2 separate regions of the Mus musculus genome follow, and region 1 is linked to region 2. Evidence: chromatin contacts called from public promoter capture Hi-C data. All regions are on one chromosome and are shown on one strand. The core of a region is the stretch at or near the end of the contact, and the rest is flanking DNA. Distances in the headings are between cores, read along the strand shown.

What was found. Promoter capture Hi-C pulls out the DNA fragments that hold promoters and counts their contacts.
Region 1: a promoter capture Hi-C map of trophoblast stem cells shows a contact between it and region 2, with 3 times the contacts expected there. The contact joins the enhancer-like site here to the promoter of Sp9 in region 2. A contact is called at or near these places in 16 of 39 promoter capture datasets (the 3T3-L1 cell line, 3T3-L1-derived adipocytes, the HPC-7 cell line and 10 more), 20 of 484 Hi-C or Micro-C datasets (the 63-12 cell line, the AML12 cell line, CD4 single positive thymocytes and 14 more), 12 of 115 datasets of contacts at active chromatin or transcription factors (the SCID.adh cell line, T-cell acute lymphoblastic leukemia, bone marrow-derived dendritic cells and 8 more) and 5 of 9 other capture datasets (adipose tissue, embryonic stem cells, embryonic trunk and 2 more).

The regions. Positions count from the first base shown.
Region 1 is chr2:73,175,422-73,182,764 of GRCm38.p6, reverse strand. The region is part of intron 4 of Ola1 (Obg-like ATPase 1); the gene reads left to right. Among named protein-coding and RNA genes, the nearest start is that of Ola1, 35 kb to the left of the region's middle. Within about 2 kb of position 2,729, at least 5 of the 459 cell types and tissues checked have an H3K27ac peak or open chromatin away from gene starts, as enhancers often do. A contact at or near this core is called in the SCID.adh cell line and trophoblast stem cells, where this site is marked.
Region 2 is chr2:73,267,222-73,274,662 of GRCm38.p6, reverse strand. It overlaps Sp9 (trans-acting transcription factor 9), which reads right to left and starts at 2,737. Exons shown (of 2, transcript NM_001005343.2): 1 at 2,572-2,737; 2 at 1-1,538. The coding sequence starts at 2,592. The coding sequence ends at 105.

The DNA of each region.
Region 1 (7,343 bases), core at 1,480-3,979, 92 kb after region 2:
CATAAGCCAATTCGAAGTAAAACATGCTATGATTGACCCTTTTCCTCTCTTCTGCCCGCTCCTTTCCCTTTTCTTCCCTGTTTCTCCCTTTGCTTTCCAAGTGTCTCTTCTTATGTAAGCCAGGGTGGCCTTGACCGCAGCAGTCCTCCTGCATCGGCTGCCACAGAATTATTGTGCAGACTTGCCTCGCTTCCCTCAGCCTGTCTTTATTGCTGCATTCATTCTGGTGGGAGTTAACTTTTGAAAACAAAAAGTATGAAGAAGCAAATTTTAAGGTTGACCTCATTGACATAATTATCAGTTTTGTTCTCATTCAGAGTTTTTACTTAGTTTTCAGAAATCAGTATATCTAGATTTTGTATTTTTCTTATTGTTCTCAGTTTTATAGCATTAGATAATTTTGCTGTCGTCTTGTGTTGTGATCATTTAAACCAAATGCAAAGCTCGTATGGAAAATTGTAAACAGCTCACTTATACATTTACCCTGGAGACTGAGTCCAATTACAAGTTGAAGTTAGTGTCACGCTTTGCTTGGAAAATAAACTTCATGATTTGATTGTGTGAGGTATGAGTATGCTTAAGGAGGTACAATGTTTTATTTTTGCTCATGTGTGGTTTCTAAATCATTGGAACTTGAGTGGTGCCGGTTTACTGTGCACCTATATGGAAGGCAGACCAATTGTCCTGTTTATGAGTTCTTATCTTCTTAAAGTCGACTTAGTCAGCAGGAATTGTGATTCAGCGTAACGAGAGAATAACTTGTTTCTGCTTAGATAGGCTTCGAAGACCCATTGAATATCTATAATAAATACACCTCCAGGCGTGGTGGTGTGTGCCTAATATCCCACCATTTGAGAGGCTGTTTTGGGGCCCCCAAGGAGAACATGTCTCATAAAACAAAACAAAATGAAAAAAAGAGCCAAACAAACCAAATATTGGAAATAAATACCTATAATTGGTACTTGTAAATGCTGCAAATTAATTAATGAGGCCACCATTTTAAATAAAACATTTTTTCCCAGCCTAAATCCTAAATTATTAGGTCAGGTGAGGTGGTACACACCTTTAATCTCATATGTGAGGCAGTTTGAGGCCACCCATGGCAATGCAGTGAAACTGTCTCAAAACCAATCAGAAATCATAGGTTAACATCAAAGTATAAAATAAACCAAGGCTCAGAGACATAAGATAATGCATACATCTTATTGATAAATCCCTGTGATGAAACTTAAGTATGTTCTCAAAGATCTTCACTCAACTATTAACAGCTTTATTAAAGTAAAATTAGGAAAGTAAACATCTGATATGTACCAACTGATGTATTTACCTGTCAAATCGTATGTAGTCAACATATGTATGCTTATCTCCCCAAAGGATGGTTCATGAACCTTTGTGCACCCTTCCTAAGATAAGCACCCTGATGTTGTACTCCCAGGGAAGTACTAATCGCTGTAGGCTAGTTCACATTTTTTATAATTTGATTGGAATCATATATACTTTTATTTGTTTGTGTGTTTGTTTTCACTTGGCATAATTGGAAATTTATTATAGGTAGTAATGCTACATTTCTGGAAATTGCTAAGTACTGTTTTTATTCATATAATGGGATTTATCGATTCACTTGTTGGCTGGTATTGTTTCTGATTAGGGGCCATTACAAATAAAGGCACCTGAGCAGACAGATACAGAAAAAAAAATTAATTAATGAACCTATTACTTTATAGTTGAACTTCCAATTTCCAGAAGGTCTAGATAAATAATTAAGTTCAGCTTAGTAGCAAGTGGTTAAATCTAGTATTTAAAAATAGGCAAGTTAGTTATTTTGGAATTATTTGGGAATTGATGTAATTGGGGAAACTTACAAGGTTACTAACATTTTATAAATTATGATTTTTTTAGAATATGCCTTTTTATAAATCAAAATTAATTTTCTGTTGACATTAATCTTTTATTGTTTGTGATGAAGTGTACTTAAAAAAACAAAAAATGCAAATATTCTTGATTTTATTAGGCTGACTGACCTAAGGTGCACTACCAATTTGTCTGTGATTTCTGGCAGAGAATAATAGTGCTCTTCAGTTGGATGTAGGCTAACTTTTAAAGAATGCCCTTGTTCTAAGTAGTCTAAGAAGTGCTGAGATCCATGTCAATATTCAGAATTCATATTTTTCTTGCACAGAGGTTGTGATAAAATGGTGCATGGTGTGTTTTCATTGCCTGTTGAAAGACTTTCATGCAGTTAAAATAAGCATTTTGATGGTGGTTGAATTAAGAGTTTTTGTCAGTCTCTTCTCATCATGGATGATTAGACTAAAACGTCTGCTTGTCTTGACTTGAGATCACCACAGCCTCAGATAACATGCTTTGTGATTGAAGGTCGAAATATTTTGAATTCTAATAGGCTGCCAGATGAATTGCTTGAAATAGACTGTAAAATTTCAAGGCATCCTTTCCCATCTGCTGTGAAAAGAACCATTGGGAATGGTTGAGCTTGATGATCATAGAATTACTGGATGGTGATTCTAAAACCCTCAAAGGGAAGTTGCTATGGAGATCTTGTTCCAAACTGTGAAATGATTCACCTTTGAAAGGCTGCAGGGTCTGAGAAGCTGAACACATCATTGTTCAGGTGGTCATTGGTTAGGAAATTGCTGGTGCCTGTGTAATCAGCACTCCTGTGGTAGTTAGCGATCTAAAAAGGTTTGTTCTGAGTGATGTGGGACAACAGCAATGTGCATAAGGCGACTCTCTCAGTCCTGGTTTGTTCAGCCTGGTGCTTGTAATACAGTGAACTGTGCAGCTCAGAACAAACTGCTTTGTTGAGGAAACCTTTTGAAAACAAGATTTTGCACCAGTGAGTTTAGTGTCAAAATAAAATGGTCTCTTTCGGAAATAAAAATGTTATAGAAGTATGATTTCTTGGTTTGTTTTGTTAATCCCCTGTACATGTTGGTGGTAGAATGCTCTGTATCTCTTAAGGTCCAAGGCTTCCCACCATGGTGAGGGTCACCTTGCCATGCTGCACATTGTCAGTAGCCTTTTCAGAACGGAGGAGCACCTGGGGCATGTAGAAAGACTACACACCATTGAGAACAAGTTTAGGACGCTTTCCAATGAATGTGATTTCTTGTCCATAGCAGATTGTTTCTCATATGTATTTGTAGCAGCGCTTCAAATTGATTTTTATGTTTTTACTAAATTAATTATTCAGAATCAACTTTTACTTCTAGAAACTTAATGGAACAGGTTTTGAAATTTATATGATCACTTAGTATACTGCAATACTGTCTTGGTAAATTTTTAAAATAAATTACATCGACTGCTTGATAAGAGTCAGTAATGTTAAGCTTAGGTAAACATATTAAACCTCCTGAAAGACATTTGTATATCAAGTTTCTTTGTGGGGTGTTTTCTCCAAACACCATTAACGCCAGATAATATGGTGTGCAGTTTTATGTACCCACTGTCATGGATCAAGATACTCAGGGTTTTCATGTTCTGTAGTGCGTTTCATGTTTAGTCGCTGTTGATCCCTTCCACTGTCCCTCAATGCAGTTTTATCACTTTAGAATTTCATGTAATGTCACATGGCATACAGTGTTGTATGTGTTTCACTCACCAGCAAGCACGCTTTGCAGTTTGTGCATAGTTTGTTTCCCTGTTGATGTTTTATTGCCAGAGAGCCTTTAACATACAACATCACAATTTGCCCATCCATTTATGAGTTGATGACTTGTGATTTGTTCCCAGGCTTTACTCTTTTGTTTTTGTTTTTTGTTTTTTTTTCGAGACAGGGTTTCTCTGTGTAGTCCTGGCTGTCCTGGAACTCACTCTGTAGGCCAGGCTGGTCTCGAACTCAGAAATTCGCCTGCCTCTGCCTCCCAAGTGCTGGGATTAAAGGCGTGTGCCACCACGCCCTGCTCCAGGCTTTACTCTTATAGAAATCTGTGTACAAGTGTTTATGTGAACATAAATTTCTGGGTTTTGGTGGGGCTAATACATAGAAATAAGGTTGTTGGAAGAGTGTGGAAAATGTGTGTTTAGCTCCAAAACATTACCACACTGGTTTTCAAAGTGGCTGTAACAAGCTTCACGGGGCATGCGAGTTCCAGGCCCTCCGTATCTTGTCTGACACCTGCTGAGGACTGTATAGGACAGGTTTGGATGGGAAGTCACTGTGCTTCTAATATAAACTCTGTCAGGATGACCTTCTTTACAGAATTTTAGACTTCCCTAGTTTTTTGTTTGTTCATATACAAGTTACAAATTTGCTGGCTTAAGTTATTTTTGATTTTTACAAGATTGCTATTTTCATTGACCTTTGTTTCATGAAATTTAAGCATATACCATTAGAATTTCTGGTAGTCATGGGTAACTAGCCATCATTATATTTTGGGGTTAATATACAGACTAGTTAAATTTGTACTTTCATTTTTGTTGCAGATGTGTTTCTTCCTAATGTTTTAGTCTGCAGAATAACGAGTTTTGTTGTGATAGCGTCCCTACCTTTAGATGATTTTCATTGGGATAGCATACCTTTAGAGCATCGCACTTTGGTTTGCTAAAATGTTAAAGACTTTGTTTTTCATGAGTGTTCTTGAAGGCATGTCAGTTGTTTGGTTTTCTTGTATTCTTTTCTTGTAGATAATTTCACACTAGGATAATACTAGCCTTGTGAATTAGTAGGTGATTTTCTGATGGGTTTGCTGGAGGTCTTTGTTCATTCCCTCTTAAATGATAGAAAGAATTTACCAGATGAGCCATTTCAAGGCCTACCTTTGTTTATTTTTTTATGTTTGTTTCTTTATTTGTGGTGAAGTTTCTATTTCAAATTCAGTTTGAATTGATACAAGATAAATTTATATTTTTTGTTCACTGTTCATTTGTTTCTAGAATTTTTATTGTTTTAGCTAGATTGTTGAATTTATTAGTATAAAGTTATTAATCTATTATTTGTTATATTATAGCTTACAGTAATGTATCCTCTTTCAGTCCTGACGTTGGAGCAAGACATAATTTTTACCTTTTGCCCTTTCTTTTCTTAAAGTTATTTATTATTCATCTTACGTATATGAGTACATTGTAGCTGTCTTCAGACACACCAGAAGAGAGTATTAGATTTCATAACAGGTGGTTGTAAGCCCCCATGTGGTTTCTGGGAATTGAACTCAGGACCTGTGGAAGAGTGGCCAGTGACTTAACTGCTGAGCCATCTCTCCAGCCCATCTTTTGTCCTTTCTTGATTAATGTATCTGCAGCCTAATTAATTAATTAATTTTTTTCTTTTTGTTTTTTCGAGGCAGGGTTTCTCTGTGTAGCTCTGGCTGTTCTAGAACTCACTCTATAGCCCAGGTTGGCCTTGAACTCAGAGATCTGCCTGCCTCTGCCTCCAGAGTGCTAGGACTAAGTTCATCACCACCACCCAGCTTTACTGATCTTTTTGAGAGACCCTGTCAACTGGTTTGCTTGCCTCTTGTCCTATTGTTGACTTTAGCTCTTGTTTGCAGAAAGCTCTTGTGTGTGCTAGGACTGAGCCACACCACAGCTACTTGTTAACAGTAAACAGAAAGCATTTGCATTAAAGGTGTGTGTTAGGGCTGAACCACACCACAACAAGAAACAGGTTTTTCCAGTTCATAGTCTTGGGGTTCACAATCAATCAAATATACTACAAGTGTCCTATATTTTGAAAGTATGCTTAGGTACCTATACATGTTATGCCTTTGTATATTCCCAGTCAGTTTACTTTTGTTCCTCCCCACCCCTCCCACCCCCCAAGTAAACTACAACTATCCATTGGACCTGATTGTGCATCTTTGCCAGCAGCTGGGATGTCTCCACTCATGTATTTCTGGTGTAAATTACTTGAACTCTGTGCTCAGAAACCAGTTTAGTGAATCCTCTACTGAAGAGCTCCTGAAGGGCTGGCCTGGCCAGGGAGCAGCACATTTTCAGAGGGCCCAGTGAATGGAGGCATCTGAGAGCTTACCACAGGGTTTGTCATATATTGCTTTATGAAACAGGACTTGGTTGTTGAGCTTGTCCTAAACATCCATTGCCCTTGGACCACTTCTCTTCGGCCTTGTTCCCAGACTTCGTTATTGGGTCTTTCACTTTGTTGGCCTAGTTTCTAGCATTTCTTCTTGATGTTCTTAAGCAGTTGGTTTGACAAAAACTTGGAGAGCAATGGCAGCCCCTCTTGCTGATGTTCCGTAGCAGTCCTTATCTAATAGGAATGCTTTCCAGAACCCTTATGAGTGCCTAAAAGTATGGGCATTAGCAATCCCTCTATTTATCATGCTTATTATGGCAGTATTTTTATTTTGAAATCGTTTTTATCTGATTAACAGAGCTGTTGTAGTCTCATGCTTACTGTCTTCTATCTGCTTATCCCTGTCTATGCATATCTTTTATGCTTAGATTGTATCTTTTTAAAAATTTTTTATTGGTGAATTTTTTTAATGTAAGAGTGCTCTGTCTGCATGTCCACCTACATTCCAGAAGAAGGCATCAGATCCCTATATAGATTGTCGTGAGCCACCATGTGGTTGCTGGGAATTGAACTCAGGACCAGTTGGTGTTGTTAACCACTGAGCCATCTCTCCAGCCCCAAGATTGTATCTTGTACACAGTATATAGTTATATGAGTTCTCTCCATCGATATTCCTCCTCCCCTCCCCCTTACCAATTCTGAAGATTAAGTCCCTGGCCTAATATATGCTTATAACCTCAACTGTGGCCTGTTGTTTAATAGTCTTATTTATAGTTTTGATATGTGGGTGTTTTGCTTTGTTACCATGCTTTATTCTTAAGGGTTTTTTTCTCTGTCTGTCTGGTACCTTTTGGTTATTTAAATATCTTATGATCTTAATATTAATTTTGGTAATTGACTGTATTTGTACATCCGTTTTTAGAAGTTCCACCAGTGTTATAATCTATCTCAACTTCTTAATTTGTTTTATTTTTATAACTTATATTGTATCACTTCATATAAAATGTAGAACACTTGAACGTTGCCTTAAGCCCATTTTCTGTCTGTCCTTTATGATGTAGTTATGCTAAGTATATATATATATCCCAAGCTTTACAATTTAAAGCATTGAGATGAAACTCATGGCCATTCATATTTCAAAAGGGTGCTCGTTTGGTGACATTTAGTGCATCCCATAAGCAGCTTTCCTAACTCTGTCATACTATTTTTGTATTTGCATTACAAGTCTGCTCTACCATCATTCTCTTAACCCTGACAGCCTTTAGCAGAAGGCTGTTAGCAATGGGTCCTCAGTCAGCTTTCATCTGAAATGTATTCATTTCCAATCATTCAGAAACATACTTTAACAACA
Region 2 (7,441 bases), core at 1,488-3,987:
CTGGAGCCCCTGCCCTCCCGTGCGCCCACTCGCTCGCCCTCCGAACCTCTCGCTCGCTCGCTCTGGGTGTCTCTACTTGCTCGCTCGCGCCTCTCCGCCAACCTCTAGGAGTCGTTGGGACCGGTCGCAGCTTCCTTGCCTCCCGCCGAAGCCGCCGCTGCCGCTGCCGCCGCCGCCGCTGCCGCCGCCGCAGCCGCCCGGGCTGCACTGACGCCGGAATCGTGCAGGATGAGGTCCGGGGACTCGGAACGGGGTGTCTCCAGGTTGCTGGCGTCCGTGTCACTGTCGCTGCCCTTTTTGCCCCCGCCGCCCCCGTTGTGCGTCTTAATGTGTTTGCTCAGGTGGTCGCTGCGCATGAAACGCTTGTTGCACACAGGGCAGGCGAAGCGCTTCTCGCCCGTGTGAGTCCGCAGGTGCCGCTGCAGCTCGTCCGAGCGCGTGAAGCGCTTGCCGCAGAAGAGCCAGTTGCACACGAAGGGCCGCTCGCCCGTGTGCCAGCGCAGGTGCGCCTTCAGGTGCGACGTCTTGCCGTACACCTTGCCACAGCCCGGGATGTGACAGCTGTGCAGCCCCTTGCGGCGTAGGCTCGCCCCGGCCGGACCCAGCCGCTCGGCCTCCTGGCAGTTGGGGCAGTCGCAGGTGGCGCGGCCCGAGTAGCGACGGGCGGAGCGCGCCGAGCTGCCCCCGGCGGCGGCCGCCGCTGCGCCCGAAATCATAGCGCTGGCGGCCGCCGCGGCCACCGCTGCGCTGGAGTCCGAGTAAGAGGGCAGCACCGGCTTGAAGCCGTCCTGGGCCAGCAGGTGCTGGCTGGTGGAGAGCAGGTGCGAAGCGGCGGCGGCCGACGAGCCGAGGCCGGTGGAGCTGAAGGCCGAGTGCGTGAGCGAGCTGAAGTCGGGGTTGTAGGTGCCCAGCTGAGAGTGCAGCGAGGCCTGGGGGGCGCCCGAGTGCAGCGAGCTCTGCAGCCCCCCGGCGGGGTTCTGCACCTCCAGCCAGGACCCAGGGCTGCTGTGCACGTCCCACCACGATGACGCCGCGCCGTTGGTCACCTCGCCCGCCGCTAGGGTCGAGTGGAAGCCCGACTTGTACCACGACTCGTACGGGTGCGCCATGCCCACGCGCGGGTACAGACCGTCGGCCGCCGTCGTGTGCACCTTGGAGATGAAGGCCGACTGGCCGCCCGCCTCCTGCGGGGACACGCCGGCCGCCGCGGCCGCCGCCGCCGCCGAGTTGGAGAAAAGGCCGCCATAGTCGCTGCTGAAGGCGGACGACGTGGGGGACGTGGAGGCCAGGCAGAAGGCGCTGTTGGCGGCTCCCGAGCCACCCGCCAGGCTGCCCGAGCCGCGGCCGCCCGTGGCCACAGCGAAGCCGGAGAGACTGGAGCCGAGGTTGCAGCTGGACGAGGAGCGCTTCCAGGGGTGGAAGCCGCCTTTGGCGAAGGCGCTGGACTCGGGCAGGGTCGTCAGGGGGCTCGTGTTGCCGATCTTGTTGCAGGTCGCCGCCAGCATGGCCAACGGGGTCGTTCCGAAGCGTGGCTCTTCCTAGAGTGGGTGGGGTGAAGGAGGGAGCGAGGAGGAGGAGGAGGAGGGCAGGGAGAAGTGGGGGAAGACACAAAGTGCACCGGTGAGCAGCCTCGTTCCCCCCGCGCAGATCCCGGAGGGCCCTGGCACCCCGGCTCGCGCCTCCTCCCCGCACGCTGGCGGGGGACGCGCCGCGCCCCGCGCAGGACAGAGGCGACCACGAGCGAGTAGGAAAGTTGTTCCTCAGTGAGACTATAGATCAGAAATGCCTCGGTTTTCGCCACTTCGTTCGCTGCCACCCTTGTCTAGAATCAGACTTGGGTTGACGCCATAAGCCCGCTCATCTCCCAGAAGCTCCCAAGTCGCCCTTCCGGGTGTAGCACGAAGGTAAACACACACAAGAAATAACGGGTGAGGGCGGGGGGTGGTGGCCAAAACAGCCACCCAGTGCTGGAAGAAACTCTTAGAACATTCCTCGAATGAGTGGCTACGACTTGGCTATTTTCTTTTATAGTTCAGAAACGTAGTTTTGATATTTACACAACGCACACGATTACAAAAAGAATCCAAGTATAAGCGGCTTTCAAAGTCAAGGGCAAACTGGGGAGCCACGCTAATGTAAGTGTTTATTAATGTAACTTCGTGGCCTGCAAAACAAGACTTTCCAGAAAACACTGTAATGTAATGCAACAACCCCCAAACCAAGTGGCGGGGGGTGGGGTTGGGAGTGGGGGAGTGATGTTAAAATCAAGAAGGGAAGAAAAGAAACATTCGGCTTTGCCTCAAAAACCAGTTAAAAGGGAACTTGCTTAAGACATTCTTTTCTTGCAAAGGCAAAAGGTCCCAGGTTCCAATAACTTGAAAAGATCGGTTCCAGAAATGTAGAAAATGCTAAAAGGAAACCAGAGCTGTGGTATAGCAACAGTTTCTTGAGAGATTCTGGCCCAGAGAAGCCATAAGAAAACAAAACAAAAACAAAAAACCACCACCAACAACACAAAAACAAAACAAACAAAAATGAGCAAAGCCTTTGCAGCGAGTCTTTTTCACTTACCCCAAGTATAGACGTGGCCATAGCAGGTTTTGGGCTGCGCGGCGAGGCCCGGAGCGGTGTTAAGCCTGGCGGCTGCTGGGAATCACGATTCAGGTCCCGCGCGGCTCCCGCGTCCCGCGCTCGCGCCGAGCGGACTCTGGGCTCCCGCCGGCAAAACTCAGCCTAAGTGCGAGGAGCACCCGCTTTGAAGTGCCGCTGGCTGCGCCTCTCGCCCAATGAGGGCGCAGGCAGAGCAGACGGGAGCTGCCCCGCAGCCAATCAGACGCTCCGAGGGGCCCGAGCCCGGGCTCCTGGCGCGTGCCAGTCAAGTCTGCGGGCGTGGGTGGGAGGGGGGCGGGCTAGGGACAGAAGAAATTACAGTGCAATTAAAAATTTACACACACTCACGTACCAAGCCAGGTTTAAGTACTGTTGAGACCAAGCCGCAGGCCCCCACCACTCCCACCACCCTGGCCACCTTGCTACGTAGGGCTGACAGTCTTCACTCTCCACTTGTGGGAAAGAAGCAGGAGAGGGACACCCCGGCCTAGGGCACAAGCAGAAATGGTCTGCGTTCACTTTGTGTGTACACGTTGTTGCTGCGAAGAACTTGAACTTGTAGCCATCACTCTTGCGATGGATTTATCCTTGTCGTGGTCGTTTTCCCAGATTCCTGCTCCCACCGTACTCTTTTTATACTCAGAGTCCTATTGAGCAGAGGGCGCAAAGGACAGCTGGGCCTCTCCAGGCAGGTCTACACCCACAGACTTGTTAGGAGAGCCCAGAGCCTGCTGCATCCCGCCATTTCCCTCCAGCGGTCTAAGTGACTTCCTAATTGTCGCTCTGGCCTCTGACCCAGGGGGTAATACAAGTGCCTATCACACCAGAAGCTCCTGGTGGTAATTGAGGGCACCCTTTGTATGGCTTCGCCAGCGCCTAGATACCAGGTTAACCCAGTTGTCAAATATGACTAAACAGTGGGACGTGCTGATTATCTGCCAGGTTTTTCTGGGGGCTGGCGTGGGGGTGGGAAGCATCAGCCCATACAACACTCTGCACGAAGCCGCTTATTTTCACATTGTAACAACTTTGGAAACGGAGACCGGCGCGAGCGGCGTCCGCCCCCCCACCGCCACCCCCGCCGAAGCTGCAGCTTGCACCGCTGTTTGTTTAACCCGGTGGAGATTTGCATGTCGGATTTCAGGTTGAAGTCGAGTTTTAGGGGATGTTTATAGAGTCATTTTTCTTGCTTCAGATTCAAACTATCTCCACTGCAGACTGCTAGGGCCTAGAAACTCCGTCTTCAGGGCCAAGGGACTCCAAAGGAAGGCTCATCTTCATCAGGCACCCTGCTGACACAGCCTTTGGAGGACCTCTCCGGAGCCTTCACCGAGAGAGTCTGCGAAAGCCAGGCCACACGTGGGCGCCTCCGCCTTCTGCAAGCTGGAAGCATCTTCAAAGCCTCTCTGGACCTTGGTGTAAAAAGAGGTGTCCTCACGCATCGCAAGGCGCCGCCGCTGGAGGGTTTCCTGTTTCTGGGCATTACTTTTGTCTTTTCCAGGGTAGCCAGAGGCAGCTTTTGAACTAGAAATACCAGCGCCCTCAGGCAGGTCTGGATACTTAAACGTGTAAGCACGTCCCCCCTCCAAACCACATCCTGCTTTTTAAAATAATAACTCCCAACCCTAAATGATCGGGTGCAAAAGACAATTTGTCGGGGGAACGACAAGTCAGGAGGATGTGAAGTTGTTTTTCCAGGTTGAGTTCATTTGCAAGATCTCTAGGCCCAAAAGTAAGTCCACCGCAAGACTTCTCTCTCACCTTAAGGTGGAAGACCAGGCCTGCACGCACCGGCTCTTCGTGAATGGGGAGAGCTTATGTGGACGTCGCCTTTCCCTAGACTATTTTTGCTCAGAATGCCTTTAAAAGAAAACTTTAAGGTGACAAAAGAAAAGGAGGAAAATGATGGCGGAAAAGGAGAAAAGAGAGGGATGAGCTGATCAGCTAGGAAGGAAGCTCTGCGTCCTAGGTGACTGAGATAAAAATCTAAGGGGGGGGGGGGCGTAAAGAAAGACAACGCGGTGGAAGGGGGCGGGTTACCAGGCTGCAGGACCAAGCCAGAAAGCCCAGCAGGGGGGACCCAGGAGCTGTTCCCAACAGGTGATTTCTGCCCTGGAAGGGGAGGCTGGCCCTCGGCTTCCCGTAGGGTCCTCGCGTCGATTTACTAATAGAGGGATTGTTAAGTGGCAGCGAGGCGTTTCCGATTCACCCTGGGCAGCCCGGGGAGGAGAAGTGCAGAGGGGTTCCCCACGACTTCTCCTCCCCAACCCACCCTCTTCTTAAGGAAACCTGACCAAGTCATAAATAAGACAACCCGAAAAGCCACTTGGCACTGGTAACATTTTTAAGCCCACCATTTAAACAGTTCTCACAGGCGTCTCGGGCTCGAGGCACCCGGATTCCTCCTCCTCCTCCTCCTCCTCCTCCTCCTCCTCCTCCTCCTCCTCCTCCTCCTCCTCCTCCTCCTCCTCCTCCTGCAGCAGTCCCCTCCCCCTCCCGCTGTTTTCCACGCAGTTCCAGCTGTCAGACTCTGGACGTGGGCTTTCGCATATTCCTAGACACACGCGTCCTCATCACAATAAAAGTTAGGGAAGTCTTCCAAAGGAATACAGACAATTCAACAATCCTGCCCGTTTCAACTCTAAGGTGGGGCTCAAAGAAAATCTTGGGGGGGGGGTTCCAGTTTTTTTCCCCTTCCGTCTGACAGATTTTTTTCATCTTCTAAAAAATCTAGTTTTTAAACAAAGATCAATGTGTTATGCTAAAGTGTTGAGCTGACTGTTAAAACATTTGGGGAAATAATGACAATGTAACAAAGGCCTGGTTTGGAGTGAATCATCACCCTTTTAAAAGTTAAAGCAATTTTCAGGAGAATAGCTTTCAGCAAACGCTTTACATTATTCAAAACGGCCAAATAATGCTCTATTATAGCGCCTGAATGGTGCCAGTCAGCCCCTAAGTGCAATTTGTGCAAAGGCCCCGGTGCCTTATCTCCACTTCTTTATAAAGAGGTGAATATAAAACAATTTCTTCCAAACCCAGACAGAGAGCACGAAAATTGCTTCCCTTTCTGCAATCAGGGCAATTTAACTGGAGTGCAATTAGCACTATTAAATGTCGATTCTGCATAAACAAATCTGACTGAGCAGAGAAAGTGGGGTGAGAACCTCATATACACTGAAACTGATTTTTTAAAATTATGTATCCGGGTCCTTTACAATTGATCCGTGACGTTTTCATCTTGGCATATATTTACATCGTAAATACACTATGGTTAAATCAACATGATGTTTTGCAAAAAAAAAAAAAAAATCTATAAGAAGCCCAATAAAGAATAGAGTAATTAAAGGGAAGAGTTCACTGGCTTTGAGCAAATATTGTTCCTCCCATCTTGCCTCTCCGAAGGGCTCTGATGTGAGCTGAGCAACTGTTCAAGTTTGTAGTGTTTCAGAGGCAAAGCTCGGGGAAACAATTTCATCTTGAGTACTCATCCCTGTTCCTGAGCATACCCAGATGAAATGCTTTCTCGCTGATGCACGAAGCTGCGTGGTGATCCTCAAGACCAGTTATTTTCTGAACCCCTTCCTCCGTAGCTGAGTAAACTGTACTCCAGACCCTAGCTACCCATTCTCCTCGGGAGTTAGCAGCGGACCTACCACACTGAGGTGGGGTAAGGTGTAGACTCAAGATATGGGCAGGAGGGGAGGCGTTGGGCTGGGAGGAAGCGAACAGTTCTCAAAATTGGTGACGCTGGTTGCAGCGGAAGGCTGGGCCACTAGAACTAGGATTCGGAGCGGGGGCTGGGGGCGGGAGGGGGGACCTATTAAAGCATTTGTCTGACCTGTCCTCCCACCTGTCTCTATTTATTTATTTATTTATTTATTTGCTAAGCCACAGAGGCTCCCGTTTTGAATCATTTGTGCAATTAATTATGCTTTTCATTTGCATGATCTACACCAGAGCAGTGATTATCAGGTCAGCACCGAGTGGGAGTTGGGGAAGAAACATAATAACTTCAGTTTAAAAAAAAAAAAAATGCTGCCTGAATGCTGGTTGCTGCCTGCCTGGAGCTCTGGGCAAGGAAGCCCAGTGCAGCCTTTAGCGCCTGTTGAGTATGGTGAATCCTTTCCGCAGTTGGAGTTTGTCAGTGTGACTGAAAACTGAAACCCAGCCTTTGATTAGATGGGAATCTTTTATAGTGAACATGTATTTATGTCTTTAAAAGCACCAGCCCTGAGTTCAAATAGATCAAGAAAATTAATTGAAAACTGAAAGACTCTCCCATGATTTCTGTGGCGCTTTTATTTAATCCTCATTTTATAAACCCTTACAAATAAAAAAGTCAAGAAGAATCAATAGGCCAATGAGATTTTCATCTTTTTAAAAAATTATACCCTACCTCAAAGGTGGCACTCCTATTTAGAGGCGCAATGCAGTCTAACCTCTTGAAGGTCTCCAGGAGAAACTGAAAAGCCCTGGTCTATGGAGACAGTTCATGCCTTTGCTGTACAGCCAACTGTGTGCTGCTAGATGTGGCTGGACCTTATATTCTAAGCTTGCCCTGCTCTGTTTATCTGAGCCAAAAATGCATTAACAATTAAAGGAGACACTGGTATGTCAAAGGAAGGAAGGCAACTGGAGACTGTGATGATTTTAATGACTGCAATTATTGGCAGATTATTCAACAAGCATCATAGGTCTGTTTACTGCATCACTAGGAAACCACGGCGGGGGGGGGGGGGGCTGTTTGGCTTGGAGCTGTACTGTCCTCCCTCACCAGACACTGTGGAGGAGTCCCAGACCTAAGCAAGATGACCAGCCAGAGTCAGTA